Linked DNA regions of Mus musculus: region 2 is linked to region 1. Evidence: chromatin contacts called from public HiChIP or PLAC-seq data. All regions are on one chromosome and are shown on one strand. Each heading gives the region's core, a stretch centred on a gene start, on an enhancer-like site or on the middle of the called end of the contact. The rest is flanking DNA. Distances are from core to core; before and after follow the strand shown.

Region 1 (7,909 bases), core at 1,418-3,917:
AGTCAGAGAATTATATCACAGAAACAGACAGCAAACGAGAACACTGACCAAGGCTGAACATAAATACGTGGAAGGCAATTGGACAACAAGTACATTTGGCAAAACACTAGCAGCAGGTTCTCCCCGAGGGCCTATGATCTCCCAACATATTGGCTTTTGACAAGATTTACAATGAATTCATCCAATGGAATGGATTTGTTCCTGTAGAATGGGCCTCAAATCAAATCAGGAAGCCATTAGTTATGCTCCACAACAGTCATGGCCACTTGTCTATTTGATTCTATTGTGGTGAAGAGGTACCATGACCAAGGCAACTCTTATAAGGACAACACTTAATTCCAACTGGCTTATAGGTTCAGAGGTTCAGTCCATTATCATCATGGTGGGAGACATGGCAGCATCCAGGCAGGCATGGTGCTGTAGGAGCTAAGAGTTCTACGTCTTGATCTTCAGGCAGCAAGAGACTGCCATACCAGGCCTAACTTGAGCATGTATGAGACCTCAAAGCCACACCTAAGAATGCTACTCCCTATGGGCCAAACACTCAAACACGTGAGTCTATGGGGACACTGCTATTGCACTAGTGGTCACATTTGTCCTGGGAATTCAGTATTGTAATACCCAGGTCCACTTCTGGGCAAGATCACAAAGGGATGCTCTTCCCCAGCAGCCTGTGCAGCACATCCTGGGAGCTGTGAGAGCCACCAGGAAGGAAGCCTCCAGATCAGTTCCAGCTTTATTTCTTTGTTTTCTACAACCCAACCTTGTGATATCTCCAGCCATGGGGCCTTCCCATCTAATTTTAGTAGGACAACCAAGAAGGCTCTTCAAATCATTGAACGTCTTTAGGTTTTTCATCTCTACTGTCACTAATCCACTGGACAACAAAAATGTTAATTAAATACATTAAGATGAATCTTGTTTTGTTTACCTCTATGCTGGCTAGTTTTATATCAACTTCACTTGGAGACATTTGGAAATAACACCCCCCCCCCAAATGAGAGAATATCCTCACCAGATTATACTGTGGGCTAGCCTGTGGAGCATTTTCTTGGTTGATGATTCTTGTAAGAACACCCAGCTCACTTTGGGTAGGTCCCTGGGCTGGTGGTCCCGAGTGTGCTATGGAAGCAGGCTACAGGAGCCTGAGAGGAGCCAGACAGACTTTGACATGGAAGTGTAAGGGAAATAAACCCTTTCTTCCCCATGTTGATAAAGGTCAGGGCATTTTATCGAAGCGATAGAAATCCCAACTAAGACCAGAGGTTTATTCTGGCTCGTGTCTCCAAGGTATGGCCCATCATGGTAGCAGGATTGATTGTGAAAGCAGTTGATCTCGCTGTGTCCACAGTAAGATGGCTCTGTCAACATTTGGAGTTTGTCTTTTCCACCTCATCTGAAACTCTCTGGAAACATCTTCACAGACATGTCCAGGGGTGGGTCTCTTAAGGTGATTCTAAAACTTGTTGACAGGAAAGACAAACCATCACAGAAGGTGTCCAAGGAACAGATGCTTCAGATGAAAATTACGGGGGGGGGGGGGGGAAGGACATCAGCTAGTGCCTTTTCTTCCCAGTTTTGATGATGGTGGGTACTGGTTGCCATGGAGATAAAGTGAGTCCTGGTTCTGGATTGCAGGGGTTTGTGGTTTAGCACTGTCTCCTATTGGCTCCCAGTCCTCTCTAAGTTCATTCAGATACACTGTCCGGGTGTGAACTAGAAGCTATGCAAAGAAAGAGAGAAGATCTGTATTTCCAAGTTTTTTTTTTTAAAGATCATTCTTATCTTTGTCCACAGAGGTACCTAACACCTATGTATGCATTTCAAGTTTACCGCATCAGCTATCTAAGAAAAATGCGCGCTCATTCTGAAGGCAATGTGAAAAGTAGTCATTTGACACTCAAAGGCCTGGAATCTAGTTCTGTACACCATTAACGAAGCATTTGAATAAGCCATCTGAGCCCCTGACAGCCCCTCTGGAAGCAAACTCTGAAAAAGTCAGTTTAGACAGACTATTGGTGCTCATCTGCTCCCCGTGGCACCCAGAATGAATGGTTATCGTTTGCTTATTTGTTTGCTTATTTGAAGCAGGGTCTCACGAAGCTCAGGTTGGTGCAGAACTCCCTAAGAAGCCAAGGCTGATCTTGAACTCTTTCCTATTCCTCCTGGCTCTGCTCTCAAGTGCTGGGATTATACAGGTGCACCAACCCAAGACCAGACCAGCCCTTGGTCATCCCCTCAAACCCGTGTGCCCAATTTAAATCATCCGGCGCGCTCGCCCAGCCACTCCCCAGGAGTAGCGGAGGAGCTGCTGGTGGCTTCTCCAGGAGCCTGATGCTGTGATAGACGTGCGCGCCCAGACTCCTGCAAAAGGCGCCAGCTGTGCTTGCAAATCCCAGCCCGGCCGGCAGGGGTCGCCGCGCCAGCGCCGGCGGGGGGGCGCGCGGAGCGGGGACGCGCAGGCCTCTGGGGGGCCCACGGCCTCGCGGCCGGCGCCGGGGCTCCTCCCACTCCGTGGTCCCCTCCGAGGGCCAGCGGCGCGGGGCGGAGGAAACGGCCCGGAGCGGGCAGGGCGCGGCGCGCGCCCGAGGGGGCGGGGAGGCGGGCGGCGCGCGCCCGAGGGGGCGGGGGCGAGTGACTAGCGCGGGCGGCGCGTGGCGCGGCGCAGAAGGAAGGCGGCTACCCTGGACAGCGCATCGCGGCCGCGCGGCCATGGTGAGTGAGTGGGGGGCCGCGCGCCTCGTCCCGGATGGCGGCGGACGTTGGGGCCGGGGCGTGCGGGCGTAGGGTCGGGGCGCCGGCGGGTAACCGGGCGCGGGGGCGTGTCGGCGCTGCAGCCGGGGCCCAACGCTCTCCCCCCCACGAGCCGCTCGCCGAGGGACCCCGCGAAACCCGGCGCCTGGGCACAAAGGCGAAGACTGTGTGCTGCTGAGCTCGCAGGGAGCCAGCCGGTTCCTGGGCAGGCAGCGATCCCAGCCCTGAGGGAGCTGAGGCAGGAGGATTGCCGTGAGTTCGAGGCCAGCCTGGGCCACGGTGAGACACCCTGTCTCAAAAGAGCAGCTCCCCGTTAAAGAGAGCGGCAGATCCTGCGTTTGTCTTCAGATCCGCGTTTGTCTTCATTGGTCTTTGTCTTTTCGCAAGGGCTTGCTAAATATGTGAAGGGCATGCCCCTTTCCTTGTCCCACCTGACACGGGGCAGCCCTAGATTGTCCCCCCTCTTCCCACACTGTTTTCGGCTCACCATCTCTTCTTGGTTGAATATTGTCTTAGCACTAAAATTCCAGCCCACCCCTTTTCTATTGCCTGCCCCCCCCCCATTTTGTTTTCTCTATTTAAGCATGCTATAATCTGGGTTTGTGTGTGTGTGTGTGTGTGTGTGTGTGTGTATTGAATGTCTCCCTCACCAAAATGCAAGTTTTGGTGAATAGTCTTTGTCTACAGTGCCTGGCACACATCATTTATTTTTTTAAAAAAAGTAGAGGAAAGTACTTTATGCTATGCTAAGTGGGAGGTAGCAGTCTCCTTGAAGTGAACCACTACAAGAACTGTCGACTTAATAGGAGCGATCAGAATCTAAAGTGCTGTGTGGGAGGAGAAACACACTCTTCTCTTGGACAGGAGGGACACACTGAGCAGAATGTTGGTGGCTGCTTCATGCTTCCTCGGCCACTTGAGTATCCTGACATCTGAGTAGACAGAGCATTTTTAGTGCTAACTGGTTCTCTCTCTCTCTCTCTCTCTCTCTCTCTCTCTCTCTTCCATAGTAGACAGAGATTTTAGTTAGGGAAAACTTCCAAGAATACTTCAACTCAGTGAAAGTCAGTGGACATTAACCTGTAGCTGGCAAGGGCAAGCCTTACAATCTTTATCCTAGCTCACTGCAAGCTCAGTAAGCATTTTCAAGTCTGTGACCAAATCAAGTGATATCACTTTTGAGAAATGGGGCAGAGAGGCAGAAAGGGTGGGGGTGTAGGGGGGGCTGGGTTCTAAGTAAGTTGGTCAGGTGATACATTCTTCTACACCCATGCCAAGATGTCTCTACTAACAAGCTGTATTGCAAAAAATACTACTCAAGTCTCCTTTTTCCCCACTTGCACGATGTCATTGTGTGTCAGTGGGTTGTGACTGGTGAGGGAAGTGTGTTTATTATCATCGGAGATGAACAGCTCAAAGAGCATTTACATGAGAAATTCTGAAGATGATAGAGTCAAGACTGTACTGCCTGGTGGTCCTCAGCTAGTCTTGTCCAGATAGGTAGTAGAATTGAAAGCTTTGTTTTTGAAATTAAAACCAATGAACTAAACATAAATTAATGGTGCTTAATTTTGTATTAGTTCATTTGTGCAGAAGGTTTTACTGTTAGGATTCTAGCAAAAAAAGGAAGAGGGTTTTGTTGAATCTATCTATCTATCTATCTATCTATCTATCTATCTATCTATCTATCTATCTATGTTTATCAAGACAGCCTCATAGTTCAGGCTAGCTTCAAACTCTCAATCTTCCTGGCTCTATGTCCTGGGTGCTGGGATTAGAGGAGGGAACCACAATACAGACACCGTGTATTCTTAATTATCTGGCTGGGTAAGCTCAACCTTTTAGTTCTCCAGTGAAGGGTTAAGTGAAATGCATTTTACTTGGGGAAGTTCAGATGCCGTGATGTGAAGAAAACTTGGTGGAGATGTGTTAAGTGCGCCTGTGTCATGCGTCCAGTTATGGTCAGAAACCAGGGCCCTTGTGTTGAGGGTTGTGTCAAGGATGTTTTCCTCGGCTGGACAGTTAGATATGGGCCATTTGACTTGGGAGAGGTGGAGTTGCCAGTGTAACGGAGACTTTGTTAGCTCAAGAGAGTGAAACTTTGTGAACATCATCAGTAGCTCGTCATACCTCAGGTTATCAATTATGACTAATATTAGGCTGTCACTAACTCTGGCAAGGAACCATTCTAATGGACTGATAGATACTTCCACCATTTAAATTGTAACCACTTAGTAACTTGAGAGGATGGCTTGTTTCTAAGTTGATGTGACCTACTGTTATTCCTAAGTTTGAATCTCAGCCCCGTATTGAACTATGTGATTATATAGACCTTGGCATTTTCTTCCATAGAAAGTGATGGTACAGCAGGCCATTGAAGTGTATAGAAATCTCATATGTAGGAAGCTGATGCAGGAGGGTATAGAGATAGAGACCAGCCTGGGTTATCCATACGAGTTCAAGACCACACAGAGCAGCAGTGATTGTCTCAAAACACAATGTTAGAGGGTTTGGAGGATGAATAAGTATACCGTGTACTTCATGAGTCCATTCTATCTAACAGAAATAGAACAGAAAGCATACAGGTGACTTTCAACTTCTGGTAGGTACATTTGAAAAAGCAGAGACTCAAAATACATTTTAACATTTAACCCTCTCTGGGCAAGTGTTACTCCCACATGCAACCAATACAAAAAGGTTAAGGAATTTTACACAATTTTTTTTTTTTTTTTTTGTACAAAATCTTTGAAATTACGTCCTGGGCATGGTGGTTGATGTTTGTAATGCCAGCAGCTAAAGAGACCGAATGAAGGATTGTGAGTTCAAGGTTCCCCTGGGCTATAAAGAGGGAGCCTGTCTAAGGCTATAAAGAGGGAGCCTGTCTAAAACAAAGACCTTCCTCCTAGTATTTGTTCTAGGAGGAAATACAGCACATGGCAGGTCCGGGTGGCTGTATTTTGGTTGCTCATAGGCAGATGCTTTGGAGGCCACCAGATTGGACAGACAGCTCTCAGTAGCACACACATCCAAAGTTATCTCTTATCTCTGAGACCCTTTCCACTCGTGAGCACCTGGCTGCCACCTTAGACCCAGCACTAGGCAGATGAAGCCTGCTCACCTTTCAGCCTCCACCCAAAGCTGCTGGTAATTCCACCTGCTGTCTAGGTTACTGTGTCAGAAATCCGATTCTTGGTCCATTTTTTTCTTTCATGGGTTTTTTTTTTTTTTTTTTCTGGTCCAATATTCTCAGGTTTTGTTTGAAAATGGCTTTTTGCCTTTCTCACCTCCACCTCTGCTCTCTTTCTTCCATACTTTCCACTCCTACAGGTCTCTACTTTTTTTTTTTTTTTTTTTTTTTTTTGGTCTCTTTGATTTTTAACTTCTTTCCTCTGCAGATAAATGCCATTCTCCGAATCTCTGGACCCCACGTCTACCTGTCTCCTTATTGTTCCCTCTGTCCTTGTTAAATCAGAATGGTTTCTGTTGTATAGCTCATTTCTAACGTTCAAAGAATATTCATTACTTTAAATGACAGCCTTGTAGTAAGGTGATCCACCCAAGAAAGGGGGGAGGGGAAGACCCAGAAAGAAAAAAAAATGAAATTAGTCTAAGAACTTTAAAAACATTAATGAATGTGAGCTTTATTTAATCTTTGAAACATCAGTGGCGTCAACTAATCATGAGCACAGTGGTGACCTCTCACTGATTCTTTGTGAGAAATGGAGTACTCTCCTCTGTGCTGCCTGCACAAAGATACAAAGAAGCCAGACACTCGACAGGTGGTCAGCAAGTCCAGCTTTCAGTGCTGGCTGGATTACCCACAAGTTCCATGCCCCTGGACAGGTCACTCTGACACACTGTTCACCCACTTTCTAAGTGGGGTTAATCTTTAGCATAAGATTATTTTGTAAGCATCAGACGGGACTCAGTCCTGTAGCTATTGATTCCCCAGGCAGGGCTCTGGCCTGCAGATTCATGTATCTGTGTTCTTATGGCATCTGTGGTTAGACCTCCTGTAACCAGGCTACCTAAAACCGCAGCCATACTTTTTCTGTACACACACCAGACCCTCTCACACCTCAGCATGGCTACCTAGCGATCCACTTGAGCACTCTTGGCCCCTTCTAGGCCTGTACTTGCTGGTGGTGTCTTCTATCTTTGCATCTCTTTCTGAATTCAGACTTGGTTGAGGGCAGGCTGTGTCTGTGTCATTCAGGAACGTATCAATATCGGGTGGTCATCATAAGACCGAGGCTGGCACATCTTAAGCATTGACCATTATTGCTATTGTTGATAGTCTGAAGGTCAGAACTCCTTATTCCCATACTGATTCTCCTTCTCCTTATCCGTAAGGGTGTACTAAGAGATAACCGTTTGCTTTGCAAAACCACAGAACACTCCTCCAGCTGGTGGCGTGTCTTGGCTCTCAGAAACAGTTGATTTAGCACAGTGCAACCAGGCCTGGTCTGCACCCGAGTTATATTTAATAAGTAACCTGTATGTCATCCTGAAGCCGCATTTGCATTTCAGAGTCACATTTGTGGTCATACTATTACTTTACAAAACAAAATCTATAATTGAATCATAAGTTCTTACTGAAAGCAAAGCACACATTTCTGTAAATGCATCTAATAACATAATTTGCAGAAGAGGCCAGGTTACATTCTTGTTTACACATAATGAAATTTATAGTGCTACTTTCTTACTGAGATTAAAAATGAGTCTTTTTCTTAATAGAAGCCAAACCACGATCCATGGGTTTTCTGGGAAGCTTTTCACTCTACATTATTTTTCGGTAGTTGGCCGTTTAATTATAACTTAAATGCACTGTAGGCTGGGGAGATGGTTAAGTCAGTAAAGGGCTTCGGTGAAGCCTGAGGACCTGAATGTAGACTCCTGGCATCACAGAAAACAAACAACCCCAAAGTGAGGACGGGGCTGAGCCCTGCAATCCCAGTACTGTGGGGGCAGAGATAGGAGCACCCTGGGGCTTGCTGGCCAGCCAATCTGACTACATTGGAAAGCTCCAGATTCAGTGAGAGACCCTGACTCCAAACATGGCACGGGGACAATTTAGGAACATCTCTGACATGAGCCTCTGTCCCCTCTGCATATGTGGCAATACTATTTTGTGTTATTGAATATTTTATATTTG
Region 2 (7,909 bases), core at 3,397-5,896, 43 kb before region 1:
TTTTCCCAAAATGGCCTGCTAACCCATGCAACCACTCACACTTCTGCCCACATCCAGACAAACTCACAAAACACGCCTCCGTCTCCCTCTGAGAAGTGGGGGAGGGTGAGCACGGGCTGGTGGGAGGGATTCAGAGAGTGACAGTGGTTCCCACAGAAGGACTGAGGGGAGGATCCTGTGCACACAGGGCTCTCTTGCTGGCAGCCAGAGAGGATGAACACTTGCTGTGCGGTGGCTGTGACAGGATAGGAAGGGCAAAGGAAAGGAGGCGTTGCAGGGCCACTGACAAAGCAGAAGGAGTCAACAAGTCTGGGTGTGAAATGAGGACATCCGTATAGAACTGGAATTTGGGGGACCAGGAAGAGAATGGAGGTGTCTGTAAATCAGTGTCTGATGCTTATAAGCAGTTTATTGAAAACTTTCAACAGTATAAACAAAAGATGATAATGAAAACTCAAACAGCTAAACAAAAATAACCACCCAAGACACTTACTTTAGAAAAAGAAAATCTATTATAAACCCCCAATGCACATATCCTAAGCAAAGCAGGTTTTAGCAAAGAAATCAAGAGCTACTGCAGTCCCAGAAAAAACTGCTAAGACACTACTCCAGAGATGTTAGTTAAACATAGGAAAAGAAACCACTAATTTTTCTTTTTAACATTGGGGACAAGTACTCTAAGGAAAAGCTTTGTACGCGTCAGCTACCAGCCAAAGTTTCACTCGATTTAAACTGCCCTGTCACACTGTCAGAAGCAACAGTGCTTTGATGGAGGAACCATAGCATCGTATCTGGCCTTACGACAAACCAACCCTAAGCAGAGCACTGCGTAGTTTGCCTAGTTCAACAAGGTGGCTTGTGGTTAAGTAACAGAGACTCTAAGACCCTAGGGAGAAGTTTCTTAAAAACTTACAAGGGTATCTGAGAGTCCCCCTGGTAGTTAGTTAACTTGATTAGTCCTCATGAACTAGTCATTCTCTTGGTGAAGCATGTTTACCTCAGCACTCCTGAGAAGAACTGGGTAGTTTCATAAACCTGAGGGGAATGGACAGATTAGCTTAGAGAAAGAGACTTGCTAAATGCCTCTTTATTAGGCAAGGATCCTAGGGCAGTCTCCACTACAGAAACTGCTCAACACACACACACACACACACACACACACACACACACACGCACACGCACACGCACACGCACACGCAAGTTTTGTTTGCTTATTTTTTGAGATAAGGTCTCACTTTGTAGCCCAGGCTGGCCTGGAACTTGAGGTGTAGTTCAGGCTGGCCTTACACTTGAGGCAATTCTGTGTACATGCCTCCCAAGTAAGGCACAGGCACACACTAACACATCCAGCTCACAGACAAATCTGCTAGCTAAAGTTTATCTAAAAAGCTGGACTTGGTGGTACCTATTATCATCCTTGGGAAGTGAGCTGGAAGCAGGAAGATAGAAAGTCCCAGGCTAGCCTGGGCTATACAAGACCCTGCATCAAAAAACAAAATAACAAAACCTTCCCCTATTCCTTTAAAATGTCAACACACGGGCTGGTGAGATGGCTCAGTGGGTAAGAGCACCCGACTATTCTTCTGAAGGTCCAGAGTTCAAATCCCAGCAACCACATGGTGGTTCATAACCATCTGTAACAAGATCTGACGCCCTCTTCTGGAGTGTCTGAAAACAGCTACAGTGTACTTACATATAATAAATAAATAAATCTTTAAAAAAAAAATGTCAACACACATTACCCATTAGTGAATGTCTACACTGCATGAGTCTCCAACCTACAGAACACAGCAACTACTTGGTGTGGAGGCCAAGGTCAGCCCATAAGAGGATGAGGGGGACATTTTTCCTGAGGTAAAGTTCACTGTAATCATAAAAGAGTTAAAAACGACCCAGTGTAATGACCCTACTTAAAGACACCTGATTGTAGCAGTTCCTAAATGGTAAGACTCAAACTGCGTATTTTTCACATCTGCTAGGGGTTCTCAGAAACTAGTCTTGAGGGATCATCCCACAGACCCCTAGTCAATCTTGTGTTGGAGTCCTCCAAAAGTCCCTCACTCACAAGGACCACAGAGACCACCATTGCTGCAAACCGCATGAGGATTTTACTAATCCAACATGTTAGGGACCCCCCTCAGCACGCAGGCAAGAGGAGAGACACTGAACAAAGAAAGAACACACTTTTTATACCTTGTAAAGGGCAGATTTAGGCAACAAAGCTAGCTGGCTTATTCTCATTGGTGTAGCAAGTAACCCTTTCAGACATTGGTTGGTTTGCATAGGGTGACTACCTTTGGCCTAGTGACTCACTTTACCTGCCTCCACGGTGAGTTATTATGATTTGGTCAGTAAAGCAGCAGTACATTTTCAACTTATGGGTCAGCTACTAACGTCACGGCTACTAACGTCACGAGGAATTCTAGCGATAAGGTCAGGATGATTTGTGGTTTTTCTCAGAATTCAGTGTGGGGTGGGGTAGGGAAATTACTCTGGGAACTGCTAATCTTGTTATGGTTATTTTTCTGAGAACAGTTCATTTTGTTTTGGCAGCTGTAGACTTAGACATTTTGACCACTATGTTTCTGAAAGTCCCTGCAAAGGGGGAAGGGGCTGGGTGGTCTTGAATTTATTTTGGATTCTACACTTGCAACTGTGCTTATTCATTTTTTTGTTTGGTTTTTAAGACAGGGTCACAATATGTAGCACCACCTGTCATATAGACCAGGCTACCGTCAAACTCAGAGATCCACCTGCCTCTGCCTCCAGAGCTGAGATTAAAGTGTGTGTCACCATGCCTAGCTATTACTTTTTTTGAAGCTCCATAGAGTACTCTAATGTGCATACAAGTTTGGAAAGCATAGAAATGGATGTCAAGATGTGACTCAATCCGTCTGGCCAAAGAAAAGGATAAAGGGGGATACACAGTTGAGTGCTTACAGGGAAGAAATGACAAGGAACTGCCTCAGAAGACTCCATTTCCAAAGAGGCACATTAGTATTAATGTAGACATGATGACTACATACGGAAGATATGCTGGTAGTTCTAGACACAAGCTAAAGTTATTTAGGAAGAAGGGACCTCAGCTGAGAAAAGTTACCACCAGACCTATGGGCAAGCCTATGGTACATTATCTTGATTGATAATTGATATGGAAGAGCCCACTCTTCGTGGGCAGTGCCATCCTTGAGTTGGGAGTCCTGGATTATCTAAGAAAGCAGCTGGGCAAGCCATGGGAGCAAACCAGTAAACAGCACTCCTCCATGGCCTCTGCATCAGCTCCTGCTTCCAGGTCTCTGCCCTGACTTCCCCAGATGACAACTACAGCTGTAAGCTAAAATAAACCTCCGCCCCGACAAGTTGCTTTTGGTCACAGTGTTTTATCACAGTAATAGAAACCTCACCTAAAACAGAAGACTATAAACCTGCCCAGAACTGGAGGCTATAGTCCACGGTCTAGCATGCATAAGGTCCTAATTTCAATATCTAACACCTCAATTAAAAAAAAAAATTTCCCCAAATACCCCCAAAGAGTTAGGTGATGTTATAGGAAGCCTGTGGATGTAATATGTGATATAATGGCCAGAGCTGTTTAAATGTCCCCTCCAAAACTCATGTATATGTTTGTGACATCTTAACAATAAAAAGAATTATGACATACTAAGAAATGAGTTATTGAGCCCAGAAGGAATACATGGAGAGATTTAAGTCTGTCTCTCCCTGCGCTTGCCCTTCCATCCCATAATGGCACAGAAAAGGCTCTTGCTAGGTATTAAGACCACAGTCCTCCACAACTATTCATTCAATAAACAACTATCATTCATGATTTACCTAGTGTGTGGGATTTTACTGTAACAGCAGAAAATGGATTAGGTAGACTGATTATGCTCTAGTTCAAGCTGTGCTGTGTCTGCTCGTTAGGACTGTTTAATCAGAATATGTTGAGAGCTCACACTCCTGTACACTCTGCATGTAAAGTTTCACCCTTCAGATACTATTACATATACAAACACACTAAATGGGACAAGGGTATGTATAAGGTGTGTGGGTTGTAACACAAGAGCCACCATAGACACAAAGGACATCAATGCCCAATGAGATTCCCAATGTCAACTTAGCCTCAGAGTAGAATGGCCTAGTCTGGACTCTGGGTTCTAGGAAAATCTCCAAGGTGTGTTTTGTGTATTGAGGGAACAGGAGGATGCAAGAAGAAAACACAACACTAAGACCCAGATGACTTTGTTTGTACTGAAAAGTATTTATCCCCTTAGACACTGCGGCATATGAGCTAGCTTGCAGAAGCACAGCTCACTCACCAAATCCTTCACACACACACAGAACAAACTTCTTGCTTACTCTTGTTCTATGAAAACGAGTATTGCACCATGTCCCAGTTTTCATTTAGAAAGAAAAACAGGAAGGAGAGAAAGGGAAGGAAAGAGAGAAATTCTATTTACATGTAATCAAACACCAAGGCTCACTAAGTTCTTCACAGCTTTTTAAAAGGTAGGTTTGGGCTTTGTTCCACCCTTAGACTGATAAGCAATGTAAGGCAGAAAAACAGGCTGGCAACAGAGGCCCTGGGTTCTGGGATAATGAAAGGTGACTTACTGTGTGCTGTAAATCTCAGCAACTGCCGGGAGGAAGCACACAGAAAAAGGGGAAGAGAGTCATGCTCTGGGTTAGGGTCCAAGGAAGAGGGTTCAGCACTGGAGGCCAGCAGAAAGCTGCACTGGGCGGGGCAGGAGGGGCAGGAGGGGCAGGAGGGGCAGGAGGGGCAGGAGGGGCAGGAGGGGCAGGAGGGGCGCCCAGAGTGTGAGCAAGTTATGCTTAAGATCTGGGCCAATAGCTAAAGAATGGAGAGGAAGCAGGGGATGGGAAAGTAACTTTTTGAGTAAGAACTTGGAAAAGCAGCCTTACATGCAAAGATCTGAAGCCACAGGGGTTAGTTGCCACCTTCCACCCCCTTTTAAGACAGGGTCTTGCTGGGCGTGGTGGCGCACGCCTTTAATCCCAGCACTTGGGAGGCAGAGGAAGGCTGATTTCTGAGTTCGGGGCCAGCCTGGTCTACAGAGTGAGTTCCAGGACAGCTAGGGCTACACAGAGAAACCCTGTCTCGAAAAACCAAAAATAAAATAAATAAATCTTTAAAAAAAAAAAAAAAAAAAAGACAGGGTCTTGCTACAGTAGCCCAGACTGGCCTCAAACTTTGAGATCCTCCCGCCTCAGCCTCCCCAGTTCTGGGATTGTAAACACAAACTACAGCAATTAAAGAGAGCCAGCAATCTAACTGTAGAGATCTCTCTTATGTGCTGTATGGATGCAGCACCTGTCAATAAAACACTGACTGGCCTAGAAGCTTAAGCAGAAAATAGAAGGTGGGACATCCGGTAGGGAGACTGAATAATGGTATGGGGGTAGCGGATTCACGTGGGAATATGGGAGGCAGACAGAAGCACGATGGGGAATGAGTAGAAGTAACCAATCACCTGGCAGAACTAAGATTAGAATAAATGGAATATTAAGTTATGATCTAACTGGGGAACCTGGCCAAGGTGTTTGTAAATATATTTTAAGTCTCAGAGTCATTATTCTGGGAGCTTGGGGCCAGGAAGAAAGACTCTCATTTTATAGCTAACTTAGCTGAAACAATGATTTAAGTATAGCAAGTTCTAGGGTTTTGTGGCAGAAGTGTGACGAGGCACTGTTTCAGGAAAAGCATCATCAAACTCATTGAACACACTACCACACAGTCCCCAGTGTGGCCCTGTGGAAGGGGATTAGGTGAGGGGATATGGTGCTCCTTAAAGAAGTATGCATGGTCATCCATGCCTGTTTTGAATAGTGTATTCTGGATTTTGTAGTTTCAGGTCTATTTGACTGACAGGATTGTTCAGTGTCTGTAAAAAGGCACCAGCAGTTTGGGCTGGATTCTGTAGTTAGTAAATAATCCAGTAGGAATCTTCAGCATTAATGCTAGCACTAGTCAGTTGATGACATTTTAAACCTTACATGTGCTCATGTGATAGTGTATTCCTCTAATCCCAGCAGTCAGGAAGCAGAGGCAGGTGGATCACTTTGAGTTTTGAGGTTTGCCTTGTTTGCATAAAGAGTTCCACACCAGACATAGCAGTAGCCTGGGTTCTGGTAGTACACACTTGCAAATCAATGTGCTCAGGCTGAACTAGCAGACACAACCTTGTCAACTTGGGAAGAAGAGAGCGTGTGACCCTAGATTAATACAACTCCTCTCCTCTTACCAACCTCGTACAACCTATGTCACCGTGAGTTTTGAATCAGCCCTAAAGCTTCAAATCTTGTGAGCTTGTCACTGCGACAAAGCACAGGGAAGTGCCACGTGATGGTTTATATATGATCGGCCCAGGGAGTGGCACTATTAGAAGGTGTGGTCCTGTTGGAACAGGGGTGTCACTGTGGGTATGGGCTATATATAAGACGCTCTTCCGGGTTTAGTGCAGAGTTCTATCAGACCTTCAAAGAAGATCTAATTCCAGTTCTGCACAAACTTTTTCACAAGATAGAAGTAGAAAGTACTCTACCCAACTCATTTTATGAAGCCACTATTACTCTGATACCTAAACCACAGAAAGATCCAACAAAGATAGAGAACTTCAGACCAATTTCTCTTATGAATATCGATGCAAAAATCCTCAATAAAATTCTCGCTAACCGAATCCAAGAACACATTAAAGCAATCATCCATCCTGACCAAGTAGGTTTTATTCCAGGGATGCAGGGATGGTTTAATATACGAAAATCCATCAATGTAATCCACTATATAAACAAACTCAAAGACAAAAACCACATGATCATCTCGTTAGATGCAGAAAAAGCATCTGACAAGATCCAACACCCATTCATGATAAAAGTTCTGGAAAGATCAGGAATTCAAGGCCCATACCTAAACTTGATAAAAGCAATCTACAGCAAACCAGGAGCCAACATCAAAGTAAATGGAGAGAAGCTGGAAGCAATCCCACTAAAATCAGGGACTAGACAAGGCTGCCCACTTTCTCCCTACCTTTTCAACATAGTACTTGAAGTATTAGCCAGAGCAATTCGACAACAAAAGGAGATCAAGGGGATACAAATTGGAAAGGAGGAAGTCAAAATATCACTTTTTGCAGATGATATGATAGTATATATAAGTGACCCTAAAAATTCCACCAGAGAACTCCTAAACCTGACAAACAGCTTCGGTGAAGTAGCTGGATATAAAATTAACTCAAACAAGTCAATGGCCTTTCTCTACACAAAGAATAAACAGGCTGAGAAAGAAATTAGGGAAACAACACCCTTCTCAATAGTCACAAATAATATAAAATATCTCGGAGTGACTCTAACTAAGGAAGTGAAAGATCTGTATGATAAAAACTTCAAGTCTCTGAAGAAAGAAATTAAAGAAGATCTCAGAAGATGGAAAGATCTCCCATGCTCATGGATTGGCAGGATCAACATTGTAAAAATGGCTATCTTGCCAAAAGCAATCTACAGATTCAATGCAATCCCCATCAAAATTCCAACTCAATTCTTCAACGAATTAGAAGGAGCAATTTGCAAATTCATCTGGAATAACAAAAAACCTAGGATAGCAAAAACTCTTCTCAAGGATAAAAGAACCTCTGGTGGAATCACCATGCCTGACCTAAAGCTTTACTACAGAGCAATTGTGGTAAAAACTGCATGGTACTGGTATAGAGACAGACAAGTAGACCAATGGAATAGAATTGAAGACCCAGAAATGAACCCACACACCTATGGTCACTTGATCTTCGACAAGGGAGCTAAAACCATCCAGTGGAAGAAAGACAGCATTTTCAACAATTGGTGCTGGCACAACTGGTTGTTATCATGTAGAAGAATGCGAATCGATTCATACTTATCTCCT

The links. HiChIP or PLAC-seq counts read pairs in DNA pulled down with a chosen protein or histone mark.
Region 2: a contact with region 1 is called in an H3K27ac HiChIP or PLAC-seq map of microglia, with 4 times the contacts expected there. The contact joins the enhancer-like site here to the promoter of Elovl2 in region 1. A contact is called at or near these places in 5 of 39 promoter capture datasets (the HPC-7 cell line, cranial neural crest, frontonasal cranial neural crest and 2 more), 1 of 15 datasets of contacts at CTCF or cohesin (embryonic stem cells), 1 of 484 Hi-C or Micro-C datasets (embryonic stem cells), 3 of 115 datasets of contacts at active chromatin or transcription factors (embryonic stem cells and microglia) and 2 of 9 other capture datasets (adipose tissue and liver).

The regions. Positions count from the first base shown.
Region 1 is chr13:41,215,161-41,223,069 of GRCm38.p6, reverse strand. It overlaps Elovl2 (elongation of very long chain fatty acids (FEN1/Elo2, SUR4/Elo3, yeast)-like 2), which reads left to right and starts at 2,667. Exons shown (of 8, transcript NM_019423.2): 1 at 2,667-2,715. The coding sequence starts at 2,713.
Region 2 is chr13:41,260,273-41,268,181 of GRCm38.p6, reverse strand. All of the region lies in intron 1 of Smim13 (small integral membrane protein 13), which reads right to left. Among named protein-coding and RNA genes, the nearest start is that of Smim13, 14 kb to the right of the region's middle. Within about 2 kb of position 4,646, at least 14 of the 459 cell types and tissues checked have an H3K27ac peak or open chromatin away from gene starts, as enhancers often do. A contact at or near this core is called in adipose tissue and microglia, where this site is marked.